Regions from separate parts of the Mus musculus genome. Here regions 1, 3, 4 and 5 are each linked to region 2. A link is a contact called in public HiCAR-type, HiChIP or PLAC-seq and promoter capture Hi-C data. All regions are on one chromosome and are shown on one strand. Each heading gives the region's core, a stretch centred on a gene start, on an enhancer-like site or on the middle of the called end of the contact. The rest is flanking DNA. Distances are from core to core; before and after follow the strand shown. Region 1 overlaps Slc37a2 (solute carrier family 37 (glycerol-3-phosphate transporter), member 2). Region 2 holds the start of Ddx25 (DEAD box helicase 25). Region 3 holds the start of Kirrel3 (kirre like nephrin family adhesion molecule 3). Region 4 holds the start of Chek1 (checkpoint kinase 1). Region 5 overlaps Chek1 (checkpoint kinase 1).

Region 1 (2,822 bases), core at 39-2,538, 1.7 Mb after region 2:
CAACCCATCTCAAGAAGTCTCGTTTATCATGTAGCACAATATATTTATGGGATCTAAGAATTAGGGTGTAGACAGTCTGGGGGGGGGGAGGCATTACACCTTCTACAGGATATAGGGTTCCATTTCTTAGCTGTAAGGATGGCCTCCTTCCACCCCCAAACCTCCCTTATTCCCATAGCCTCGTGGACAAGGTCGGTTGCTTTGTCTAGGTCTCATGGCTCCCTGCAGCGGCCCTCCCCACCCTCTGTCTGGTCCCATGTTTAGGTCCTTCCTCACTCCTTCAGTGAAGCCTTAAAATTCTCAGCTCTACAAGAGGCTCTTTCCCTTCCAGCTACTTCCCACCTGCCACTCCTCATACACACTAGCCCAGCCTCCCAGTGGGTCTCTAAAGGAGAAACACAAAGAGTTATTGCCTTTTAATTACACGTGCTATTGTAGCATCTATAAGGAAGAACATTTTAAGCTTAATTGAGACCAAATGTGAAGTTAAATTAAATGAATAACTAATTAAGGTAATGTTCCTGCATTAGCCCCGTGTGAGTGCAGAGGCCTGAGAGAAGACAGGTACCAGGCCTCTAGTGAACAAACTGTGCGCAGAGCTGGCGTGTTGGGGGGATGAGGAGGGTGCAGAGAACCTGGCCTGGCAAGCGAGTGCAGAACGGTCCATGGGGGTGGTGATCCTCAGCCTTTGGGGTTTTCTCCAACCCTCTTCTTACACCTCCAGCCTAAGCCTTCATTTTTGAAGCCTGGCTCTGGGCTCTCACAAATCTTTTGAAGCTTTCTAATGACTCTCTTGCCTGCCTGGAGTGCATGTGTGCGTGTGTCCATGCTCTGGTCCTTATCCCAGCATAGGACAGCATGACAAGATTTATATTAGCTTCTTCTGTCTTCTGCTTCTCACTGCCTTTTCATATTGATCATCCAAGGCCCTTGGATTCTTCCTTCAAATACTGTCACACGTGAAGCCACCAGGATCGCCCCTACTGGCCCTGCCCACCAGTCCTGTCGCATCAGGTCTGAACTAATGAATGATGTAGCCCTCAACTGAGGTCATTGCTTTGTAGCTTGTGTTGTTTCTATTTTCATAGTCTGTCTTCTCTGCAAAGGAGACAAGAGCAGCAAGTGTGACTAACACTTATCTCCCTTCACACCAGTCCCATGCCTTGAGCAATGTTATTCCCCTGTGTAGATGAGGAGACAGGAAGAATGTGGTAAGTAATGAGGCTGAGATAGAGAAGACCTCCTAGAACCACTCCTCCCACACTGATCTCTCAAGAGGCTGTGTCAGGAAAGCAGAGTCTTCCTTCTCTGCAGAGGAAGGAATAGCAACCCTGCCTGCCCTGGACTCTACTACGGGATGCTATCACCATCTAGTGGCCTACAGAAGTAACACAGCTTTGCCTTAAAGTCTGTCCTTTCCACATAAGGTCAGTCTTTCTGGTCTTGAGGGATTTGTGAACACTGAGCAGACTACCATGTGCCAGCCCCTGCCCTGTACCAGGTCCTGAGGATAAGATGTGCCTGACTGACTGCTTCCTGCAGGACTAAAGTGAGAACCAGGCAAGTGAGCTTTATATTTTATTGCTGAGGCCAGTGTATCTAGCTAACACACTGACTGACACAACATCCTAGTAAATGCAATGGATGTATCTTGTATGGGGGTCTAGGCTCCTGCTGGATTGCACAGTGTTATCAATGTCATGAGCAATGCCCTCTGGGAAAGACAGCTGTCGCAGCCCCAGAACACCAATCTTTGTTGTTCATGTGACAATGCTTTACTGCCCCTCACGAGCCCCATGGCTGCTGCTATGCCAGGCCCTACCAAGGATAAGCAGTGGCACAGTTGGCAAAGGAAATCTGTATTGGTGCTGATGGGCAGCTTAGAGGTCAGGCGGAAATGCCAGGAGTCAGCCTGGCATGTCGTGAACCAGGACTCAAGAGCGGAAGGAAGGGGCATCAGAACACCAGGCAGAGGGTGGCTGCAAGGTGTCTCCTAGCAACTGCTCAGTAGCAGTTACGCAGATGTTTCCAGTGGTATCTTCATTTCTTGCTAAACTTGGCACCTATGTTCAGGGTTAAGTTCTTCCCATAGCCACTTCCTGTTTGTTCTTAAAGGACAGCTGTCATGACTTGAGCACCCAGTGCTTAATTCACACTGGCATTTGCAGTTGTATACAACACCTTAGTCTTCACCAAACTGACCCTGATGTCTTCATCCACTGAGGCATCTTAAGAGTGAGGCAAGGAAGGTACTGGGCTCTGAGGGTGGACACGGTCAAGAGCCCGAGAGCAAGTTCCCCTACATTTAGTACTTATGACAGCTCCCGTACCCCATCCAAGCCTTGACTCTGCAAAGGCAGCACTAATGCTTCAAAGTGGCTGAGTTATCAACAGGATCGAGTGGAGGATAGATCAACAGGGTCCTACTTGGAGAAATACAGAAAGAATAGTTCATAGACAGAGACAGACACAGAGACAGAAACAGAGAGAGAGAGAGGCCCAGCACCTTTGAAACAAGGTGAAATCCCTCATAGGTACAGGATAATTACAGAGGTTTATAATTTAACATGGGAAGGAGAGATGCACCTTTTCCAGGCCTTGGAATCCAAACAAGCAAGAGTCTGAACCTGTCCTTCCTTTCTGCTTTCAGCCCATTCCTTCTGATTGCAGTTCCCAGAGCTCAGGCCTTGAAGTCTGCCATGTTCCCATGCTTGGTGCTCAGCAGCCCCTTCCCATAGAGTTTTCTGTACCCTTCCTTAGTGGCAATGTAGCTTGGGGCTAGACCAGTTAGATCAGGAGGCTTTGCCTCTCCCTGTGATGGA
Region 2 (2,700 bases), core at 29-2,528:
GTTTTCATTTCAACGTAGTCTAAAGGAATGCACCCCCCTCCTAATTCAGTACTCCCCCCCCATAGTATTCATTCAAAAAGAAAACAAAGATAGTGCTTTCCCAAGGAAATTAATCCTTTTAGCACAGTCAAAGCGATGGTAAACCAAGCAGCAGAGCTAATAGGTACATTCAGTCGAGCTTGTCTCCTACCTACATCGTCTTCATCATCATCATCATCTTCCGTGTTAAGAGAGCCGTCTATGAGGGTAAAAGGGAAAATAAGAAGCATAAAGAAAAATGTTGAGTGGAAACATACAATGCATTCTCAGAACGTCTCACAGACGCTACAGTGTATGCAAACAGAGCCATCTCCTGCAAGAGTAAAGCGATGTGCCTGAGGAGGTGGAGGATTTTCAGTGGAGAGGAAGGAAGCCAAAGCTATTTCATGGCAGATACATGGGGAAAGCAAAGGTGTTAATTAAGCCAGTCTTGCTTTAGCCTAACAACACTCACCTATGTTTGGGACTGTGGTACTCCTAATACCACGAAGGTTCTTCCTGGGATGGACGAGATTTGAAAACTATTGAAAGGCACAAAATTCAACCAAGGTTAGGAAGCAGGACATCAAGCAAGAAGCATGGCGCTATCCTACAGCAAGGGGAGGGAAGACCACCTCAAACTGCTTCCTTTGCAATGTTAAGGGTTAATGATTTCATTATAAGAATCTGTGTAATTGTATGAATTCTCATATAATAGAATGGGGGCTTCCATAGTCTCTCTTTATAAGGGCTCTTAGTTTGAATATGGGCAGCATCTGGGTGATGGGTGGTTTACAACTACAAGGGGAAGGTGGCTATGAAGATGAGAAGCCTGCTAAATGGTCAAAACCAGGATAGGAGAAAACTCAGTACAGATAGGACTAGCAGCTGCGCACTCTCTCTGTATTTCCTGAGGGGGTCTCTGCCCTTTCAAATCAAAGGTCGGTCCTTTCTGGGAGTCTCCTTTTCTGTGGCCTTTCCAGCCCAGCCCCCCATCACTTGACACCCCCCATCACTTGACACCCCGCTCTAAACGCCGGCCGGGCGCTCCCCTTCCCAGGGGACTTCCCTCGGGAGTCCCTGTTCTAGCCCCCGCCCCTGGGCCCTCCCCTGCTCAGCGGCAGTTACGTGGCTGTTCAGCCGCTCGCTCTCCGCCGCCCCGGCGTCGCCTCCCCAAAGTAACGACGCCATAGCTGCGGTCTCCGCTCTCGCCCCTGGCACGTGCTGCCACCCCCGCGCGGGGCAGCGCCGGCTCGGCTCAGTGGCCAATGGTCAGGCTCCGGGACCGGCGTCCGCCTCGCGACCACCCGTGGCGCGGCGCAGTGCGCAGGCGCGGGCCCGGCGCGGGGCGGGCGGAGGGAGAGAGGTGCGGGGCGCAGCTGTGCGGGACACCCGCGAGCTTTCCGTTTGACCAGCCGGCCATCCGCACAGCAGAGAGAAAGTGGGCACGGAGGCGGTACACACACCGCGCTGCAGGCTCTCGTGCGGGTATCTCTCCCGACAGCCCCGCTTGGGCATCACCAGGTGTGAGGTTGCACAGTGGAGGGAGAGATGGGCTTGACCAGAGGTTCAGAAGGAAAACAGAACTCAAGTGCGGACATGTGTCCAGGATACCTGTGATGTGCCCACATACACGCATATTTTAATTTTTATTCTAAGGAGGGGTCTCCTTTTAAAGCAATCTGGACCACCACTATCTATATCTATGACATGTATTGCACAGCTCTGGGGTAGCTCTTTGGTCCAACCTTATGCTAAGTTTGGACCAAAGAACCAGGATTTTCAGTTTTCTGACTGGAATTTTAAGACTTGGGGCAACATTTCTATAATTGTCAAAAGCAGAAACTCAAAACTGGAGCCATGATCTCTCCGTGGTGCTGAAGCAGAATTCCTTGGCCCTGTTCTGTCGCAATCTTTCAGTGTTTTCAGGTCAAAGCATTTCCCTTTAACCCTTACATTTACATTCTAGTAGTAAATGTTTCGACTCTCAAGGTTAAATTTCTGTTAATTAAACGATGTTGGGACAGGATCTTCAATCTCTTAGTTTTCATATAGGATAGCCAGCATTTGAAAATCTTTTTTTCTCATTTTAGACCAGACTATATTTCTCGTATTGGCTTGCGGTAAAGAGGAAGCTGCATCAGAAACCTGCGCATGCGGTGGGCTTCGGCTAAAAGCCCACACCGTGCCTTCCGAACTACATTTCCCAGAACCGTCGGCGCACGCTTGGTGAAGCCGCGCATGCTTACTGAAGACGGAAAGCCATAGCTTCCGGCTAGCCGCATGGCCGCCTACTGAGGACCGGAAGGTGAGTTAAACTCTGAGTTGGGCATCTTTGAGTTCTAGAGAGGAATGAACAGATGGAGGCTGAACTGCTACCTTCTGCCCTGGTATTTAAGTGTTTAAGAAGGCCTTGGTGTATGAAATGGGACTTAGGACAACGCATATCGTGTCGTGCCTGGAACTTCTAGCAGCTAGGAAATCCCATCGGCGGGGCTTAGAGTCTGTAACTAGTTTAGAGGGCCTCTACTACATCAAAATTGCTCAAATATGAACAGTGGAAGCCCATTAATTATGCTATGGAAGGAAGGGGTGGCGGGAAACTTTGGGTTTTGTTTTACACAATTCTTTTCAGAGTTGATTAATGGTCGTAGCGCGTCTCAAACCCTTTATTACAAAGGA
Region 3 (2,777 bases), core at 107-2,606, 1.1 Mb before region 2:
CTAAGAAACATTTTTTAACATCCATGTGGAAACTCAGAGTTGGAATGTGCCTTGCAGTCAGCAAAGCCCCATATCTGTAATACTGATGGAAGGGTAAGAGATCCCTAAAAGGACTCCCTAAGGTCCAAAGACTGCAGAAAGTAATGATTGATTTTGTAATTGAATGTTGAATGACGCACATTGAGAAAGCATCTTTCATTTTCCCCATCTCTCCCTTTAGTCCCTCTTCACCCACTCTCTATAACACTGCATATTTTTATGTGTTGCTTTGTAAGATACTTAGAGTTTGTGTCTTGTATGCACTCAACTTCCACTTTGGATCACAAGCTCCTGGAGGCATGGTCAATTTTACTTTCCCCCATGGCATGCCTAAATGTGTATCAAGTAAATAGACCTAGAAAAATTCATGTTGCTATCATGGAGGACATGGAGTTTGATTTGAGTGTGGATTTCATGACAGGTAAAAGACTTGCAGGTTTTTAAGAAATTGTTGCCTATGACCTTGGCCTCTCCTTGGCAATCAAACTCACAGCACCTTTTGGAGAAGAGGCATCCTTATAGTGATGGAGTGCTCATTAGAGGAGAGAGGCTCAAATGCAAAGACAGACTGCTGCCTGTCCTTGTTAGGGGAGACACAGACTGGGATAATAGTAATAAATAGGTATGTGTCACAAACCTGCCTGCGTTCGCTCTTAACTCCTGCATTTTGTTTTCTAGGAGCAGTGCAAGCAAACTAAGATCCAAACACCCAGGGCTTATCAATTCCAACCCCCTCCTCCACTCCTCTACCCCCCCCCACACACACACATACACACAAACCACCACCATCACCCCAGTCACCACATCACACACGCACACAACACACACACACACACACACACACACACACACACACACACACCAAGAAAGTCCCCCAAATGCAAAGCCTGCCCTGCTTGTGCTTATCTCAACTCCCTAGCCTTGGCTACACACACTGGCTAAGTCCCTGCTGGGGAAAGATGCACCCCTGACTACCTTTTAGCCCAGTTGCCAGTCCCTAGTGCAACAGCAAGGCAGGCACATTTTGATGCATGTGCACGAGTCTAATCATCGGTAACTTCACTCCCGTTTAACAACATTACATCGTGTGAACAGAAAGTCACAGCTCCGCTCGGTGCTCACTATACGTTCTGGTCAATAATGGTAACAAAAGCAGAGTATCCCCCTGTTTAGGGAAAAGAAGAAAAGCACAGCCTTTCTGCAACCCTCCCGTTTTGCAAAGCGTTCCCCTTTCCAAGTGTTTCCTCTTTAATTATGACCTGTTTCCCCTCCCTCTTCCCCCCGCCCCAGCTTCTGTGAAAGGAGCCCTTCTGTCACTCGTCACTCGCTTGCTCGCTCGCCCGCTCGCTAGCTCGTTCGCTCGCTGTGGGAGGAGCCCGCCAGAGGAAGCCGTGTGCCTGGGATGCCAAGAACCAGAGAATGGATCTGCTCCGAGTGGGCACATTGCTAAGGATCCCGGCTTCCCGAGGCGACTGAAAACAAGCATTTGGTTTCGGCTGCCTGCAGATACCCGGAGACACAACGAGACCTAAGCGGACCAGAGGAGGGACAGACCGACTGACAGATAGATGGTCGGCGCGAACCCTGGAGGACCGGCGGCGGAGGCTGAGCACCGCGAGCCCAGCCGCCGCGCTTGAAGAGAAACTAACTGCACACCCAAGTTGCCCGCCGGCTGCCCGCGCGCTGAGGAATGAGACCTTTCCAGCTGGATTTGCTCTTCCTCTGCTTCTTCCTCTTCAGTCAAGGTAGGAACCCGGCGCGCCGGAGTTGGAGCAAAGTCGGCGGCGGCGGCGGCGGCGGCAGCGGAGGGCGCGGGTGGCTGAGGGCTGAGGGCTGAGAGCTGGGAGGTGGACAGGCTCGGGAACTCGTACTAGCTGAGGGTCTTGGTGCCGGCCCATTGGCAGTTAAGTAGCATTGCTTCTTTGCATTTGCAAATGCTACAAAATGGAACTGTGGGTTTCCCTTCGGAAGGAAGGGGCTGGGAGAACAGGGGAGGCTGCACTTTCTCGTCTTTCTTGTCCACGTCCAACTCCAACTCTCCGATGCATGTAAGTTCTTTATGCACCCGGTATATTAATTAGGTAACATCCGTGTGGCTAGGCCATTCGGAACTTCTGGGTGCCTGCTCGCCTTTCTAGCCAGGTTGGAAAAGGGGAGCCTGGCGTAGGTGGAGATTTCAGTTTCAGTAAGGTCTAACTTGCCCGGGTGTGTTTAAAGCAAATGTGCGAGGTCTGCACAGTTGCAGAAAGGGATGCGATTAGGGAAGGTTCTGAGGCGGGTATTTACAGTGGCTGGGGAAAAGAACGCTTGTAAAGAGTTACATTGAATGTCACCCATTTCCCTGAGCAAGGCTGAATTCTGAATCCTACCAAGCACTGGATTAGGTGTATGAAATGGAATTTCGCCCCTGGTGCCGATTGCTTCCTTTCTGCAATCCTAGCAGGTGGACTCTCCAGAAAGAACTTTGCTACCTCTGGGATCCTTGCCACTGAGAGTCATGGGGTGGGTCATGGTGGAGGGAGGACTAAGCACGCGCCTACTTAGCTAAAGGCATCAACAGTCACCTGTGGAATTAAGACTGAAAGAGCCAAGTCAACCCATTCCGTCCCACTCTTTTGGAATGGCAGTGCCACCTCTGCCATCTGAGGCAGCATGTGTGCCTGCCAGCACAGCTCTTGGAGGGACAGGACTTTCAGAAAAAAAAAAAAAATCCACAACAGAGAACATCCATCTGTTGA
Region 4 (2,700 bases), core at 143-2,642, 1.2 Mb after region 2:
AGGCTACAGTGTACAAGTTCAAGGCCAACCTAGGCAATTTAACAAGATTTTGATCTGAACAAAAACAAATGTAAGAAGAAATTTGGTGTTTTACAGGCCTAGAAATGTAGCTCATGGCAGAGCATAAGCCCAGCATGAGTGATGCACTAGGTTCAATGTCTACCATCACAAAAGAGGAGGAACAGGTGTGGATGTGCTTCACTCACTCAGAGCCTTGATGTACAAATGCGAATATCCATGCTCTTTGCCACTTGAAATAAAGGACTTTTTTTAAAGTGTGTACTCAGACAACAGGTGGAAAACTAAAGCAAACAAACAGGTAATATTTAAATTAGGAAGACCATGGTAATGGCCAGGCAGGTTAAGCCTCTTGCTGTCAGGCCTAATGATCCCTCCAAACCTTCAACAGAACCAGCTCCTGCAAGTTGTCTTCTGACCTCCACAGGTGCACGCACCATAGCACGACAGACAGACAGACAGACAGACAGACACACACTGCAATAAAAAATTAAAATGAGGACTCAAACTTACTCTCCATAGGCACCTTCTCCCAAAGTTTGCACCAAATCCCAGTCTTCCACAAAAGGCACTGCCATGACTCCAAGCACAGCGACTGTAAAATGCAGGATCCCAGAAAATACTGGGGATGAGTGTAAACTCTCATCACCTGTAATGCCACTGAGCCATGTCTCCTGCTATGATTCCGCACGACTTTCTTTTCATCTTACATCTGAACCATATTTACCCACGTCATAATACTGAACTTGAACATTTTGTCCTGTTTATCACAAATCCTGTTTCCACGTTTGTCCTCCGTCCGCCTTTATGCAAAACTGAGCACTTGCTTGGCTCCAGGGTTGCAAGACAAGAGCTTTCGGGTGAATGATCCGGAAAGGGAGTTGCGGGCAGGTCAGGGTGCGGGGGTGGGGAGCAGCTGGGTGTAACTACGGTAATTACTGCCAGAGCAGCCCCTCCTCCCACCCGCTCACTTCCAATTCCCACCCCAACGGCACGTGTCCCCAGCACCGGGAGGGAACAGGGCGGGGCCAAGCCGCGGAGAGAAGCGGGAGGCAGGGACCCCTAGAGCCGGGAAAGCATGCGAACCCCGGAGCCTTACAATCGCTCTGGTCCCTTTATGCTGGAGAGCCACGGGCCACCCGCTCCAGCCCGGGCTCCGGGCGGCCCTCCCACCTCTCTGCTAGTCTGGACCACTCCCTCCCCGCGCCCGTCCACACTAAACAAGCCCTCTGGGTCCTTTGCTGGAGTTCTTTCCCACTGTTCAGGACGCCCTTCTCACCAAGCAGTCCTTTGCCAGCTGCCACAGGAATCCAAATGCACAGCTTTTCCCGCCAAAACCTGCTTGCGTCATGCTGTCGCAAAAGCGCACACCTCTGCCGTAAAGCGGGCCGGCGCGCGTTGTCCTATCCCAGGCTCTGCAGAGGAGCGACTTCAGTAGACCGACCGCGCAAGGACCCTTCCTTCTAATACTGGCTGAAATTCTGATGTGGCCGTAGTTAAGACACAAGCTGACCAGATTTGGTATTGACGACTGCTTTGGTGAGAACTGATCTCTGAGTCCGAATGAAATGGAAATGGCACGGGGCGTGTGCCACGCCTTACGTTGCTCCACAGAGGCACCGAAGCCTCCATCCAGACTGCGCCACCAGTTGGGCCAAGAACCCAGGTTCCCTGCCACTCAGAGCCTGCAAAGGCTGCACCGTTAAGTACGTAAACCGACCTGCTCTTGACCTCGGAGCCCCAGGGAGGAAGGCTCAAACTAAGCGACACAGAGTGCTCTGTAAACTCAATTGTGCCCCCCTTAGTATTCGAATTGAGAAGCTAGCAACTGCTGCTGGAATTCTGAAAAAAAAAAAAAAAAAAAACGAAGGAAAGCAAGTGTGGTGGTGCATGCTTGTAGACCTAGAACTTGGGAAGCGTAAGCAAGAAGATCTTGAGTTCAAGGCAATCCGAGTTATACAGGGTTAGTCTTACCAAAAAAAAAAAAAAAAAAACGAAGGGGAAAAAAAACCACATCGCCGCGGATGTGTGAGGGGAAAGTGCAGTGAGAGTCACCAATATTGCCTGAACAGGAGGCTCCAGAACCAGTTAAATCTTTTTTTTTTTTTTGGGGGGGGGGGGACACACGACTATTTGCCTGTACTAGCTTTCTTAAACAAGCACGGTGGCCCACCACACTATAGAGATAAAGCAGGAGATACCCAACCAAGATGCTCGCTTTCAAGAAAAAACAAACAGCAAAGTAGACTTAATGGTGACTCATCTATAACCTCAGTCTAGGGAGGTTGAGCCAGGGAAAGTGATTCAGGTTGGTCAGCCTGAGCCAAGGGTGTGTGAGTGTGTGTGATCTTATCTAAAAAAAAAAAAGGAGGTGGGTTGGGGAGCACAATCAATATTCCTTAACTAGGCTAGACTTATGGCATAATGGTAGAATGCCTGCCAAGCATACAAAAGTCTCATAATAGAGAAATGTCAATTCTAAGAAAAGGGACTTGGATACAAAAAATAAGGAAACAATGAAACCATGTGCTGGCTAGTCAAGTGCATTGCCTCTGAGCTACATCTCCAACTCCATGAAATCTAACCTGGAAATGTTTAAACTTAAACCATGTTATCAGTTTAGGGTTCGTGTAATTAAAAACAAGCTATTAGATTATTTCCATTTCTTTGTGATTTCCTGTG
Region 5 (2,700 bases), core at 82-2,581, 1.1 Mb after region 2:
ATCTCCAGGCCTCAAGTGCCAAGCTTTCAACAAAACGATTGGAAGACATGCAAAGAAAGAAAACTGTACTGAACACTCCCCACAGAAACACTTTAAATGGAGGGTCTCAAGTGTGTTCAGAGAACAACAGGTTTTGATGTGAGAGCAATCAGGAAACCAATATGTAAACAAGCAGTGTTGGTGCTGGAGAATTTAACAGCAGGTTTAAACCAAGAATCCGCAACTCTGATTTCGGTTCAACCATACAGCACTGTCAGATGTTTTAGCACTGACACACATTCCTACCACGGATTATCACCAACTCCGAAGGCTTAAAATTGAATAAGGAGGAAGGGAAGCCTGACATAAGCAATTTAAGTTGGGACTTAAACAACACTATCACACAGTCAGTACTACCTCACAAGTGACTAAGGGATGGACAGAGACTAGTTGACTGAAATGCTTCCAAATCAGAAGACAGGCATGGATCTGCAAACACAGGGAATACAATGAGCTCTCAGGATGGTTAAGACTGAGACATACATACTGTCACAACACTATCAAAAACTAAAGGTGAAAAAGGACTCTTGAAGGCATCAAAGCAATTCACTGAAGAGAAAGGATCCTAAATATGATTATCAGTTAGCTGGGTGCAGTAGTACACATTGGTAACCCTGTCATTGGGAAGCTGAGGCAGAAGAGTTGCAGGTTTAATGTAGGCCTGGTCTATCAGTGAGGCCCAGGTTACCCTGGGCTACTTAGTGCCACTGTCTCATAAAAACAGTTAATTTCTCAGCAGAACCTTTGTAGGCCCAAAGGCAGTGAGGTGATATATACATTAATGAAAGGAAAAAAAAAATGTCCAAACACTATCAACTAAAAATTCAGTGTCTGGTGAAACAGAATTATCCCATAGAAATAAAGGCAAAATTAAGATTCACAGACAGTGGGCTAAAGGAACTGATTATAACTACTACTGCTATGTAAGAAATGATTAAGATTGCTAAAGTGGAAATTTCTAAGTTTCTTCGGAAAGTCAGTTATGACAAATGATTTTTTGCTGGGGCACACAGATAAAAGAATATCTCGCTAAAGCAGGCATGTGAAAGAATGTTTTCATGAAGCAGACACAGGTGAAAGGACACATGATGAAGGAGTATAAATATGATCCCGCACACAATGAGAGCAAGAGCGTTGGTTTGGCTTGCTCTGCCTAGCTACTCTTCACTAATGACACACATGTATTAGTTGGCCCTACATATTGTTGTTGAGCTCCACTTGTGGTAATGCTGCCATTGGAAGAGGCTCACCAAAGAACTGCTCTAATTCTTGCTGCTTCCATAGCCTCGGACCAGTTGGCAAGCCTTGTGGTTTCCTCAGGACTGAACTACAGATTGTTATCTGCCTGCCAAGAGGACCGGACGGTAGTTGCTGATTTCTGTTTGGTGTTTGCTATGGGACTGAACGGGGGACAAAGAAGATCAAGCTCACCCCTAAAGGGCTAAAAATTATTGCTAAACAGGTCTACTTCCCCCATCTCTAATAACTTTTCTTTTCTGCTACCTCTAGCAGGTGGTGGGCAAGAAGAGAGGTTGAACCCTTATTACAATAGGCTGCAAAAAAATTGTGCCTACAGATTGCCCTTGAACTTTAGATGAAAAGATGCTAGAGAGCAGTAAAAAACCACAATACAAATACCTCTGAAAAGGCATAACTAAAAATCCCAGCTTAAGGATCTGGCTCAGTGGGGCTGGTGAGATGGTTCAGTGGTTAAGAGCACCGACTGCTCTTCCAAAGGTCCTGAGTTCAAATCCCAGCAACCACATGGTGGCTCACAACCATCCGTAACAAAAATCTAATGCCCTCTTCTGGAGTGTCTGAAGATAGCTACAGTGTACACACATATAATAAATAAATTAATTTTTAAAAAAAAAGAATTGTCAAACTTGCTTTAAAAAAAAAAAAGGATCTGGCTCAGTAAAAGTGTTTGCAAGACTTGAATGTGATCCTAGATTGGATCCCCAGCAACAACAAATATAAGAACAATTATGTAAAACCCAAGGATGGAGAAGATGTAGATGAGCTGTCACGCCATCTGTAATCCCAGCACTTAGGAGGTAGAGGCAGAAAGATGAGGAATTTAAAGCTATCCACTCATGGATAGCAAGTTAAAGGCCAGCCTAGACTACATGAAAACTTGATTCAAAATAAAAAAATAAATAAAACCCATATTTACTGTAGTGTGCGTACAACATTTAAAGATATAGCTTTTGGTGTTAATAAAATTACACAGGAAAGACAACATAGCTGTAAATATAGCTGTCCTGTCAAAGTCAAGTTGGGCCAGGCATGCTATGTAATCACAGTATTTGGGAGACAGAGTCAGGAAAAAAAGAAACAGCCTGGGCTGGACAATGAGTTCACAGGCCAAAGGCCAGTCTGATCTACACAGTGAGGTCCTGTTTCAAAAAACAGTTGTTACAAATTTTAAATAAATTGTTGTATTTTATAAGCGGAAAAAAATAAACAACACACAATTATCATATGACATAGCAATTCTACCTCAGGGTCTATACACAAAAAATTAAAAACATACTTGAGCAGGTACTTATATATTCATGTTCACACCAGTATCAATTACATGGACAAAAGGTGGCAACAATCCAAATATGCATGATCATATGAAAGAGTATACATACACACACACACACACACACACAC

Evidence for each region. Promoter capture Hi-C pulls out the DNA fragments that hold promoters and counts their contacts. HiCAR-type assays count read pairs that join an accessible place to other places. HiChIP or PLAC-seq counts read pairs in DNA pulled down with a chosen protein or histone mark.
Region 1: a promoter capture Hi-C map of pre-B cells shows a contact between it and region 2, with 7 times the contacts expected there. The contact joins the enhancer-like site here to the promoter of Ddx25 in region 2. A contact is called at or near these places in 3 of 39 promoter capture datasets (the 3T3-L1 cell line, hippocampal neurons and pre-B cells), 1 of 484 Hi-C or Micro-C datasets (pre-B cells) and 3 of 115 datasets of contacts at active chromatin or transcription factors (astrocytes, embryonic forebrain and large pre-B cells).
Region 3: a contact with region 2 is called in a HiCAR-type map of astrocytes, with 7 times the contacts expected there. The contact joins the promoter of Kirrel3 here to the promoter of Ddx25 in region 2. A contact is called at or near these places in 4 of 39 promoter capture datasets (the 3T3-L1 cell line, embryonic stem cells, hippocampal neurons and 1 more), 1 of 484 Hi-C or Micro-C datasets (nephron progenitors), 1 of 115 datasets of contacts at active chromatin or transcription factors (astrocytes) and 1 of 9 other capture datasets (embryonic stem cells).
Region 4: an H3K27ac HiChIP or PLAC-seq map of embryonic stem cells shows a contact between it and region 2, with 9 times the contacts expected there. The contact joins the promoter of Chek1 here to the promoter of Ddx25 in region 2. A contact is called at or near these places in 21 of 39 promoter capture datasets (the 3T3-L1 cell line, the C10 cell line, the HPC-7 cell line and 12 more), 1 of 15 datasets of contacts at CTCF or cohesin (large pre-B cells), 10 of 484 Hi-C or Micro-C datasets (CD8 T cells, the G1E-ER4 cell line, LSK cells and 5 more), 26 of 115 datasets of contacts at active chromatin or transcription factors (the 230-238 cell line, CD8 T cells, astrocytes and 12 more) and 5 of 9 other capture datasets (adipose tissue, embryonic stem cells, liver and 2 more).
Region 5: a contact with region 2 is called in a promoter capture Hi-C map of the HPC-7 cell line. The contact joins the enhancer-like site here to the promoter of Ddx25 in region 2. A contact is called at or near these places in 7 of 39 promoter capture datasets (the HPC-7 cell line, cranial neural crest, embryonic stem cells and 2 more), 3 of 484 Hi-C or Micro-C datasets (the G1E-ER4 cell line, the HL-1 cell line and pre-B cells), 14 of 115 datasets of contacts at active chromatin or transcription factors (acute myeloid leukemia, cardiomyocytes, embryonic fibroblasts and 6 more) and 1 of 9 other capture datasets (macrophages).

What each region holds. Positions count from the first base shown.
Region 1 is chr9:37,228,748-37,231,569 of GRCm38.p6, forward strand. Slc37a2 (solute carrier family 37 (glycerol-3-phosphate transporter), member 2) reads right to left here. Exons shown (of 19, transcript NM_001145960.1): 19 at 402-2,822. Among named protein-coding and RNA genes, the nearest start is that of Tmem218, 22 kb to the left of the region's middle. Within about 2 kb of position 1,289, at least 137 of the 459 cell types and tissues checked have an H3K27ac peak or open chromatin away from gene starts, as enhancers often do. A contact at or near this core is called in pre-B cells, where this site is marked.
Region 2 is chr9:35,557,192-35,559,891 of GRCm38.p6, forward strand. It overlaps Ddx25 (DEAD box helicase 25), which reads right to left and starts at 1,279. Exons shown (of 12, transcript NM_013932.4): 1 at 1,147-1,279; 2 at 494-560; 3 at 191-238. The coding sequence starts at 1,209. Pus3 (pseudouridine synthase 3) reads left to right here and starts at 1,369. Exons shown (of 5, transcript NM_023292.5): 1 at 1,369-1,542; 2 at 2,112-2,326.
Region 3 is chr9:34,487,375-34,490,151 of GRCm38.p6, forward strand. It overlaps Kirrel3 (kirre like nephrin family adhesion molecule 3), which reads left to right and starts at 1,357. Exons shown (of 17, transcript NM_001190911.1): 1 at 1,357-1,784. The coding sequence starts at 1,730.
Region 4 is chr9:36,725,266-36,727,965 of GRCm38.p6, forward strand. It overlaps Chek1 (checkpoint kinase 1), which reads right to left and starts at 1,393. Exons shown (of 13, transcript NM_007691.5): 1 at 1,298-1,393; 2 at 532-613. The coding sequence starts at 596.
Region 5 is chr9:36,706,175-36,708,874 of GRCm38.p6, forward strand. Chek1 (checkpoint kinase 1) reads right to left here. Exons shown (of 13, transcript NM_007691.5): 13 at 2,308-2,700. Among named protein-coding and RNA genes, the nearest start is that of Acrv1, 14 kb to the left of the region's middle. Within about 2 kb of position 1,332, at least 1 of the 459 cell types and tissues checked has an H3K27ac peak or open chromatin away from gene starts, as enhancers often do. A contact at or near this core is called in the HPC-7 cell line, where this site is marked.